Regions from separate parts of the Hordeum vulgare genome. Here region 2 is linked to region 1. A link is a contact called in public Hi-C data. All regions are on one chromosome and are shown on one strand. The core of a region is the stretch at or near the end of the contact, and the rest is flanking DNA. Distances in the headings are between cores, read along the strand shown. Region 1 holds the start of LOC123442786. Region 2 holds the start of LOC123442789 (protein BREAST CANCER SUSCEPTIBILITY 2 homolog A-like).

Region 1 (4,881 bases), core at 465-2,964:
GAAAATGTACGCACAAAAATCAACTCACACAATGGCACCAAAAATACATACATGTGCAAGAATCAGCAAGGTACCTTCTTCGCTGCAGTCTGCTCAAAGATGTCATCCATCTGCCGGCGGTAGATCATGAGGCGACCGACCGCTCTCCCGGTCATCCTCCCTGCCACTCTTGCCATCTTGATCATGTCACTGGGCTCTGCCAAGAACAGATGAATCAGACTAAACGGAAAAAAAAGGACCCGCGCTGCAGTTTCTCACAAATTGTGAAAAGAGAGCTCCCCAAATCATCTTCTTATGGCAGCAATCGGCAAAATAACCTATCCGATTGAGCAGCTCAGGCAGGCAATGAGATCAAATGAAAGGCAAAAGAAAAGAGAGGTGATGTGGCTCCAAGTCTTACTCATCATCACGGAGCAGGCCCCAAGGATGACCAAAAGCTGGCCGGTGGAGACGCCCAGCATGTTGTCCGCTGGAACCACTGACCCACCGGCAGGAGAGATAGGAGATCTCACCACCTGGCGAGGGCGGCACAGCTGGTGCGCGGAAGCTGGAGAGTTGCGGTGCGGCCGTGACTCAGCTTTGGGCTGGTCCAGGGGTGGTAGGCCTACCGTAACGAATGATGTGGATCGAATAGTCAATGATAGTAGGGAAAAGAATAAGAGGTTGTAATGAAATCCATTCTTTTGTTGAAATCCTATTCCGTTTGCTACAGCACAAGGTCATTCCATCACACAAATAATAAACCAAGCCATGTCACATATGCTACAGAAAGCATTCGTAATAAATAAACCAGGTCATATATGACATGGTTCAACAACCATCCCTACATATCCAAGTATGATTTGTCCTCCGCCATATCAAAGCACGAACACACCTTCAACTTCAATCAGCATATTCAGTAACACAAATTAATATGCCAAGCCATATTTCTTCAATCAGCATATTCAGTAACACAAATTAATATACCAAGCCATATTTGACATGGTCCAGCAAGGCTTCTAAACCAAATAAATAAACCAAGCCAAAAGCACATGCTGCAGCTACACTGATTTTTCCTCCACCATATCAAATCATGGACAAACATCAATCAATATCCACTAGCAAGCCATCAAATTTGTAAACAGAAGCAAGCACATGGCAAGATAAATAACCTGGGAGAGCAAAAAATATGTATTTGTTAGTCACGAGCCTTCAATTGGCCTTCAGGATGTGCCGACCTTGAAACAACCTGCAAATTCCAGAGAAATAGTCAGCATCTAAGAATCCAGCACGGGAGGAATTGGGATTTAAGAAGTGGTTAAAAGTGAGGCGAGCTGACGCCGCCATGGGGTACGGGAGGGGGCGGCGACCAGCTACTGCTCCACGACCCGCATCGGACATGGACGGGGTGGGGGTGAGGTCCCGCATCCAAGATGTGTGGTATAGGCAGGGGAGGGATGAGGACTGGCCGGATGGGGCAGAGGCGGAGAGGGAGGAGACACGCCGATGGCCGGAGATGGAGATGGAGATGGAGATGTCGAGCGGGGACAGAGGGGATCGATGCGGGCCGCACTGGCGATTGGGGGCGCTACCGCCGTTGCCGGCCGGAGACAGGAAGGGAGGGGGAGGAGGGGCGAGGCCGGGGCTCACCTGCGCCGCCGCTTCTCCCCTCGTCCCGCGCCGGTGCCGCGTCTCGCTTCACGCGACAAAAATAATAATATATAGAACATCTTTTTAGAACTACTGTACTCACTCTCACATGAAGCCGAGCGCAATAAGGACCGGCCCAGGCACGGGGGAGCCACAACATCGTTTTTTTTTGTCTTCCATGTTATTTTCTTTCCATTTTTTCTTTCTTTTTATTTACTTTAGTTTATACTTCCAAGTTCTAAATAAATTTATTAAAAACACTTTCGTAAAAACGCTTCCAAAAACTGTTATCCAAGCATTTGAAAAATGTTAAACATGTATATAGATTTTTTTTTCATGTATAAAAAAAACTACTCCCTCGGTCCAAAAATTCTTGTCTTAGGTCTGTCTAAAAATGGATGTATTTAAATACTAAAACGTGACTAGGTACATTCACATCTAAACAAATGTACGACAAGAATTTTGAAACGGAGGGAGTATAATGCGTGTGGAAAAAATTGATAAAGCATTTAATAAATTTTTAATCCACCATTTGAGAAAATATGTTACACAAGTGTTTATAAAAATTTAATCAAGCATTTGAAAACGTTAAATGTGTATAAATTGTTTTGACCATGTATTCAAAAAATGGTAATCTTGTATTAAAAATATTAATTTCTTATAGAAAAATGTTGACCATGTATTTTAAAATGTTAAGCTTGTACTTAAAAATGTTAATCAAATTAAAAAAACATAAATGTGTATAAAACAAAATTTGATCATGTATTCAAAAAAATGTTAATCTTGTACTTGAAAAATTATTAAATCAAGATTTTTGAAAAAAAATCATCATTGATTGGAGCTCTTAATGGGTATGACATCCAAAATTGGCACCCGATAGCTTAACGACGACCACAACTTAACGAAAAAACTTTCATGACACGCCATTTATCACCACAGAAGTGAACACTTCTATGATACTAAATGCATTATTGTCATGAAAACACTTCCATAACAACACATGTATGACTATCTTGATTCTCTCATAAAATCGTCATGGATATACATGCGTGACACAAAATGTGACCTATTATAACAAAGTCGTACCATCACATATGTGTTTTCTGATAGTGCACACAGTCGCGGACGGTCCTCTTGTCGGAGGGGGGACCGAGCTCTCCTTCCATCCATCTGAGTGGTTGCTCTTCGTACTGTGGAGTGGCAAGGATGCGCCGAAGCAATGTAGGGATCTGACTCTGGTTCCTTCTGGGCCCCGACTACGCGACGTCAATCGACCACGAGACTGAGAAATGAGCTTGTTTTAAGCGATCGTCACCTTCAGAAAGGTAGACACTTGCGGGATGCCATCCACGACAATCCCATCACCCTGTGTCGGACAACTGAAGGGTCAAGGCGTCGATGTCGAATGTTATCTGCCAGTGCCTGCTCGCAAACAACCAAGTTATGCTCAAGTTGAGCCACACGTGCGCCTTCTGCCAGAGTCTCCTCGTGTGTGACCTCAAGGACCGTGTCAGTCACCAAAACACCCAGAATATGGGTATTGAGGAGTCATTCATACCTCGCGCTACTTGAGAGGGTCCTTATCCACTGCATCTCCGTCGTTCGTGTTAAGAATATAATAGTTGCTTATTAATTAAGCTAATTAGGATTAAGTTAAGTGGTAGATAAGTTACTTGGTTCTCATGTACTTCCTTGGCTCTCAAGGCAACTATGTAATTCCTTGGCTTTCAAGTAACTATTGGTTACTTAACTGCCAAGCAACAAGTGTACTTCCGCTCGGGTATAAATACCTCACTTTTATCATCAATAAAGAATAATGAATCATCTTTCATTCATCTCTTTCGTTTTTTACTTTCTACTTCAAACACGTTATCATGCACTTTTGTTCTCCGCTGAGAAAAGGCCACACGAGAGAAGAGAATTATTGTCGTCGCTGCAGATTCGACCAGTCTTGATTCCATCCACAAAAAGAATCCATCGACATGCATACATCCGTAAAAGAGGAAAAATGGATCAGGAGATTGTTCAATTTTTCTTTGTTTTCTTGCAATCAATCCAAGATCTAATAACTACTTGTATTTTGGGAATGGCAAACAAGAAGTATAGGAGGAGGGAATGCGTATTTCCTCACCAAGTACAGAGAACAACCGAGAAGAACATGAACCAGGAAGCATAAATCGAATAAGAAATAAGGGGAGCCAAGTCACGAACTAGTAGCATCAAATCAGATTCCGTACTTCACACATGAAGTACACATATCAAAACTCTTGGACCTTAATTGCACATCATGAGCGCAACCCATGGCCCTCGGCCTTCGCGGAGGCGGCCAGCGTCCATAGATACCTCCAGGCACGACCACGGCACGGCGCAGCGTGGAGCCCTCCCTCAGGCGGAGCACGACCACGGCGTGCCGCGGCGCGACGCAGCGCGGAGTCCTCCCTCAGGCGGAGCACGACCACGGCGAGCAGCCCACCCTCAGGCGGAGCACATCCACGGCGTGCAACCCTCCCTCAGGCTGGGGACACATGCGGCGATCAGCCGTAGCACGCGCTGTAGCATGGCCCGTCCTACTGGATATGTCAGCGCAACTCTGCAGGTATCGTTTGTAATGCCGGCCGGCGGCCCGGCTAGCTAATCACCACGGCAAACATTGATGTGGAATTATTTCCAATTGAATCACACGGGAGAAATGAAGGTCGGGACGAACCTTATCTCTTTGTTTGCTATTCAATTTAGCCATTGCACTTCTGTATAACAAATACATGTCCCTGCAGTTTCGCTGTACAGAACGTGGGTTACTAGCATTTACTAAACCTACGGTTTAGTCCTCCAACATTTTGAAACTATGTTCTATACATAGCACTTGTAAAATATTTCAGCAGGCTTACTTTTCTTCTGCAATTTAGCATGTGTACGTACTTTAAATAGTAGACTTGCCGGTCAACTATTTTGCAAGTTTGGATAGGAGACTCACTTTCCATATTGTATTTACATACTAGTTTAATGCGTGTGTGTTGTCACGGGAAACCCATGGGAAACAAAGCAGTGAATGAAAAAGTGTGACAAACGCCAGTGTTTTTCTCCTCTACATTTGTTGAACATAGTCGTGTGCACAAAGGTTTGGTTACCATAAAGATAAAATTTAGCACACATATTCGTTATGTATACCTAAAAAAATTATGAATAATACAAAGAATGATGAAGAAGTGCATACATGCACGACAGAAACACACCAAATGTTGCCTCTCCACC
Region 2 (5,005 bases), core at 1,799-4,298, 400 kb after region 1:
TTTGATCTTTTTAATCAAGTGTTCAAAAAATGTTATATTTGAAGAGAGAAAATGTTTCTCATGTACAGAAGAAATGCATATACAAAATATAATATGTGTGTGAAAAATTTGATCTTGTATTAAAAAAGTTAATAAAGAATTTGAGATAATTATACACAAGTATTTGAAAAATGTTTGTCAAGCATTTAAAAAATAGTAAATCTGTACTAGAAAATGTTGACCATGTATTCAAACAAATATTAATATTGTACTTCAAAAATATTAATCAAGCATTTGGAAAAATGTTAAATGTGTATAGAAAAAATTAACCATGTATTAAAATGTTACTCAAGCGTTTAAAGAAAAGCTAAATTTCCATGTAAAAGTGTTGACCATGTATTACACATATATTAAATCTGTATTTAAATAATGTAAAGATGTAATTTTATGTTGAATATATACCAAAAATCCATAAGTGTATGGAAAAAATGGACATAAAAATATATGTTTCTGATATACAGAAAAATATAGAATTTGTACTGGAAAACTTTCAACATATGGTGAACAAAACCGAAGATACCAATGCAAAAAAAAATCAATGAAAATCACGAAAGAAATAGAAGAAAGTCCAGTAAAAGCATGATGGAACAAATAAAACCGTGAACGAAAGGAATAAAAAAAGAAAAAAAGAAAACCAACGGAAAAGGAAAAGGAAACAAAAAAAAAGGAAACTGAGGAGCACATAAGTTAATGGGTCGCCCCTATTATGCTGGAGCATTGAGGCATGCCGAATGCTATACTCGCTATATGCGAGAAATAGAAAAGAGCACTTGTTGCTACGATATATAGGTGTGTTTGGTTTGTGTCATGGGTTGAAATGGAACGGGTACGTTCCACAGCCGAGCCTCGTCGTTGTGTTTGGTTGGACCCGAACTGAATACACACTTGATATGCCACTTGCACATTCCTTCAAATTGAAGGAGTCATGTGGAATGACCTCTGCATGGGGCTTTCACCCCCTTCCTCAGACAATTCCCCTTTCATTTCGTCAAGCCCCTGCCATCTAGTCACTCCCTCACCTCTCGATCCTCGTTAGAGTAAAGAACCATAGTCATCGGATTAGCTCCGGCACCATCCACCCCTCATCTCTTCCTCTCTCTCTTACTCCGTCAACTGACACCATCATTGAAGGAGCTCGTCCCCACCCCCATGGTGCAGATGTGGTTACCATGTTCGTCACCTCCCACCCCTAGTCCCAGCTACCTATGCCGACTCCTCTCATGCAGGATACCGCCACTGCGACGACCCAACCACCTTCCACCTTTTTGTGCGTTGAGCCACCTCAATTCAGCTCACTCCAACCCTTGATCTGGACAACACTCAGGCACTTCCGCAGATTCGACAACAAGGAACAACGACAACAACGATTGTGTTGGGTGAAGAAACAATTTCTATTAAAAATAGATGAGTTGAACAGTTTCATTCTATTCTATCATTCAAACTCGAAACAAAAATGTTATTTTTTTGAATTTTCTCTACGAAATGAAAGACCGAAACCGACCAATTTCTAGTTTTTTAGGAATAAACCAAACTTTATTAATTAAAGACCACACTTTGTGGGACACAATTTGGGTCATGTGGTTGGCCAGACCAAACATGACGATCTAGAGCCAGCGAAAGGGAAAATCTAGCTTAACTATATGCGTCAACAATGGCCGCACGACCTTCGAAAATAAAATTACACAAAAAGGTAGAAGTTCTAGTCCTTATCTGTGTGATGATTGGTCCTGTTCTTCCATGACTGCCGTGCTTACAGTCTTCAACCAATTGCTTTGAATCATAAGCTATGCTAATATTCTGAAGCTGTAGGTCTTGGACTAGCGAGAGAGCTTCGCGACAGACACACCTTGCGAAAATAGGCGGTTCCGGCAGCATGCGGGCTAGGGATAAATCCTATTTGGCGTTGCAGGCGCCGGTTAAAGTGCATTTTTCTTAACCGACGCCTGCAGTGTTCGGTCATTTGCCGACCTATGTAAGTTCTAGCGGGAGGGAGGTTTTTCCGATTTTGTGAAGCTTTTGGAAGCTTCCTAGATGGGTTTTTTCATTTAGGTTTTTTCAGGACTGATTTTTCTTCAATTTTTCTCTATTTCTTATTTTTGTATCCTTTTTTATGAATTTTTTCAAATTAACAATCTTTTTTCCAAATAAATGAAGCTTTTTAAAAAATTTATGAACTTTTTTGAATATCGATGATCTTTTTTCAAATTTTGATGAACTTTTTTGAATTTTTATGATTTGTTTTTGAAAGGGATGAACTTTTTCAAAATTGATGAACTTTTTAAATATTTGTGATTTTTTCCAGTTGAACGAACTTTTTGAAAAAGTACATGATTTTTTATTTTGGTTTTCGAATTTGGTGAACTTTTGAAAAAAATGTTATTTCTTTTCAGATTAGGTGAACTTTTGTTCCAAATCCTATGAACGTTTTTCAAACTTTATGACTTGTTTTTCAAATTTGATTATTTTTTTAAAAGTTCAATGATTCTTTATCAAATTTGATTACTATTTTGCAAATTCGATAAACTTGTTTCTGTTTTGTGAACTTTTTTCGAAATTAATGATCATTTTTTCGAATTGGTGAACTTTGTTTCGAAAGATTTGATGAACTTTTCATATTTTTGTGGACTAATTTTCAAATTCAAGATATTGTTTTTAGATGCACGAACATTTTTTATTTTCATGATTTTTAAATAATAATTCAAAAGGCAAAGGTTGACCAATGGATCAACCAATTTACCATGACAATTTTTACTTTCTAGAAATTCAACGACTGGTGTATGGGATCGGGCGTCCACCTTTTTGTTGGGCCGGACCAGGATCCGACGCTGCAGGCACCGGGAGAGGGAACGGGCTCGTGCAGCGCCGTGTAGGAGCACCCCGGGCTAGGCTCTGACCCGACCAGGCTGGACATCCCTGTGTGCCCGCAAGCCCACGGTACGGTAGGGCCGGCCCATCTTCCTCGGGCGCGACGAAAAAAAAGCGGGAGCGAGCACGCTGCGCGCCGCTTGGCCATCACCCTTTCCAAGAGAGTTTCGTCCCAAATCTCTCTCGCTCTCTCTTTTCGGACCCGTCGCGCCGCCGGCGATTGAGCGAGAGATTCCCGCCGAGATTCCGGGAGAGACCCCCGCCGCGATGCCGAGAAGGTGGCAGGTCTGGGGCCGGCCCGACGGCAGCCAAGTCTGGATCCCCGCCCCCGACCCCGACGCGCCGCCGCCGCCCGCCGCGGCCCCGCCTCTTCCTGCGCCGGGGCGCGCCGCGGGGATAGCCGCCGCTTCATTCGAGGACGCGCCGGCCAAAGGTACGGCCCCATCGTCCTCTCATCTCGGCGTCTGTTCCTTCCTAGAAATTGTGCTGGATACTGACTTGACTGGCCCCCCTCCCGCGTCGTCGTTTCTCCGATCCGAAACCCTAGGCCAGGACGCTGCTGACGGCTGCCGCGTAGAGTCCATGGCCGACCTCCTCGTCCAGGGTACCGCCTCCTCCCTTCACCTCGTCATACTTGGTCCTGTCAGTGCGAGCACGGTGTGCCCTCATGTGTGTATACCCCGTCTCGGCGTTTGGACGCAAATGCTTTTTTTTAACTGGTGACTGGCCTGTTGCTGCTGATGGAATCTGCAGCGCGGAGCAAGCTGCTCGAAGGTGATGGGATGGCCGGAGCAACCGGGGATGCAGGAAAAGGTGAGCTGTTCTGCACTGGGTCGGGGAGACCAGTGTCTCTCAGCGAGAGGGCTATAAGGAGGGCCAGGGCTTTGGTCGGGGAGGAGGTGGAGAAGGCTGGCATTAAGAGAAGTAAGAGCTTATGTGCCCAACTTTTCGTTTGCTTCGGTCGAATTGTTCCGTTGTCCGTTTCTGTATGTTCTCTGCTGGGCTGACCAGATTTTGTGTTTCAGAGCAACCATTTGGGGATGTACCTGATGTAGAGGGCGGATTGAGAGGAATGGACGCCCCATTTAGAGGTAAGACTTGCTTCCTTTTTCTCTGCAGAGACAAGATTGAATGTTGCAATGATAGCCAGAAAGTGCCTAGGTTTGATAGCTGTACGAACTTTATTTTCTCGAGGTTATGCATCACTATCAGTTTTCCATCTTATGAAATTTAGGTGGAGTGCATAACACTGCCATGCCCCCATTGTTCCAAACTGGATCAGGAAAAGCAGTCTTGCCAGGCAGAGACTCAATCCAAAAGGCAAGAGTTATTTTAGAAGGTAGGAAGTTTAACACATGTTTACTTTCTATGTAAATGCTGAAAGTGCTTTGTTATCACTTTGTTCATGGCAACATTTATATGGCTCGGAGTAATTTAGGATCTGTTGATCCTTTGTACTGTTAGAAATTATATCATAATTAATAATAAATCAGCGACAATTAATATGGATCGGAGGGAGTAGAATATTTATCAAACTAGCCAAATTTTCCGCAGCTGGTGGACTATTTATTATACTTACAACTGAAGATGTATTTAGATGTGCTTAGCTTGTTGAACATTTCTACTCCATAGAAGTAACATACAGTGACTTAGACATAATTTTATTTATTGGTAGCTGTATATTTTTTTTGTTTGTGAAAACTTCTGGTATATTTTCCAGTTTTTCTTAGCATTTTTTTTTTGAAAGCTGTCACTTTTGTTACACAATAGATGTTGATAGTGCTGCTTGTGCCGTACAACCAACGTTCCGTACTGGAATGGGTAGGGCGGTTCCTGTGAACCGGGCCTTTATTGGTAAAGCAAGAGCTGTTTTGGAGGGGCAAACGGCTGCAGAACAAGGTCATTATGATGATAGTATAATAAAAGTTCTGGATAGTTTCTTAAAGAACAAATTCCAAGCATGCCTTAAATTTTTGAAATAACTGACTCTGTCAGCAGGTGTTGACAGCATGGAACAATTTCCACTGTTCCAAACTGGTTCAGGAAGAGTTGTATCAGTCAGTTCAGCATCTATTCAGAAAGCTAAGTCTGTGTTGAAGGA

What was found. Hi-C and Micro-C count contacts between places; a contact is called where the count stands out from the background.
Region 2: a contact with region 1 is called in a Hi-C map of seedling, with 1.9 times the contacts expected there. The contact joins the promoter of LOC123442789 here to the promoter of LOC123442786 in region 1. A contact is called at or near these places in 2 of 6 Hi-C or Micro-C datasets (leaf and seedling).

The regions. Positions count from the first base shown.
Region 1 is chr3H:30,884,526-30,889,406 of MorexV3_pseudomolecules_assembly, forward strand. LOC123442786 reads right to left here and starts at 1,715. Exons shown (of 10, transcript XM_045118919.1): 1 at 1,630-1,715; 2 at 1,152-1,228; 3 at 401-604; 4 at 75-196. The coding sequence starts at 461.
Region 2 is chr3H:31,284,090-31,289,094 of MorexV3_pseudomolecules_assembly, forward strand. It overlaps LOC123442789 (protein BREAST CANCER SUSCEPTIBILITY 2 homolog A-like), which reads left to right and starts at 3,049. Exons shown (of 16, transcript XM_045118923.1): 1 at 3,049-3,337; 2 at 3,452-3,508; 3 at 3,658-3,828; 4 at 3,930-3,995; 5 at 4,139-4,243; 6 at 4,675-4,803; 7 at 4,900-5,005. The coding sequence starts at 3,172.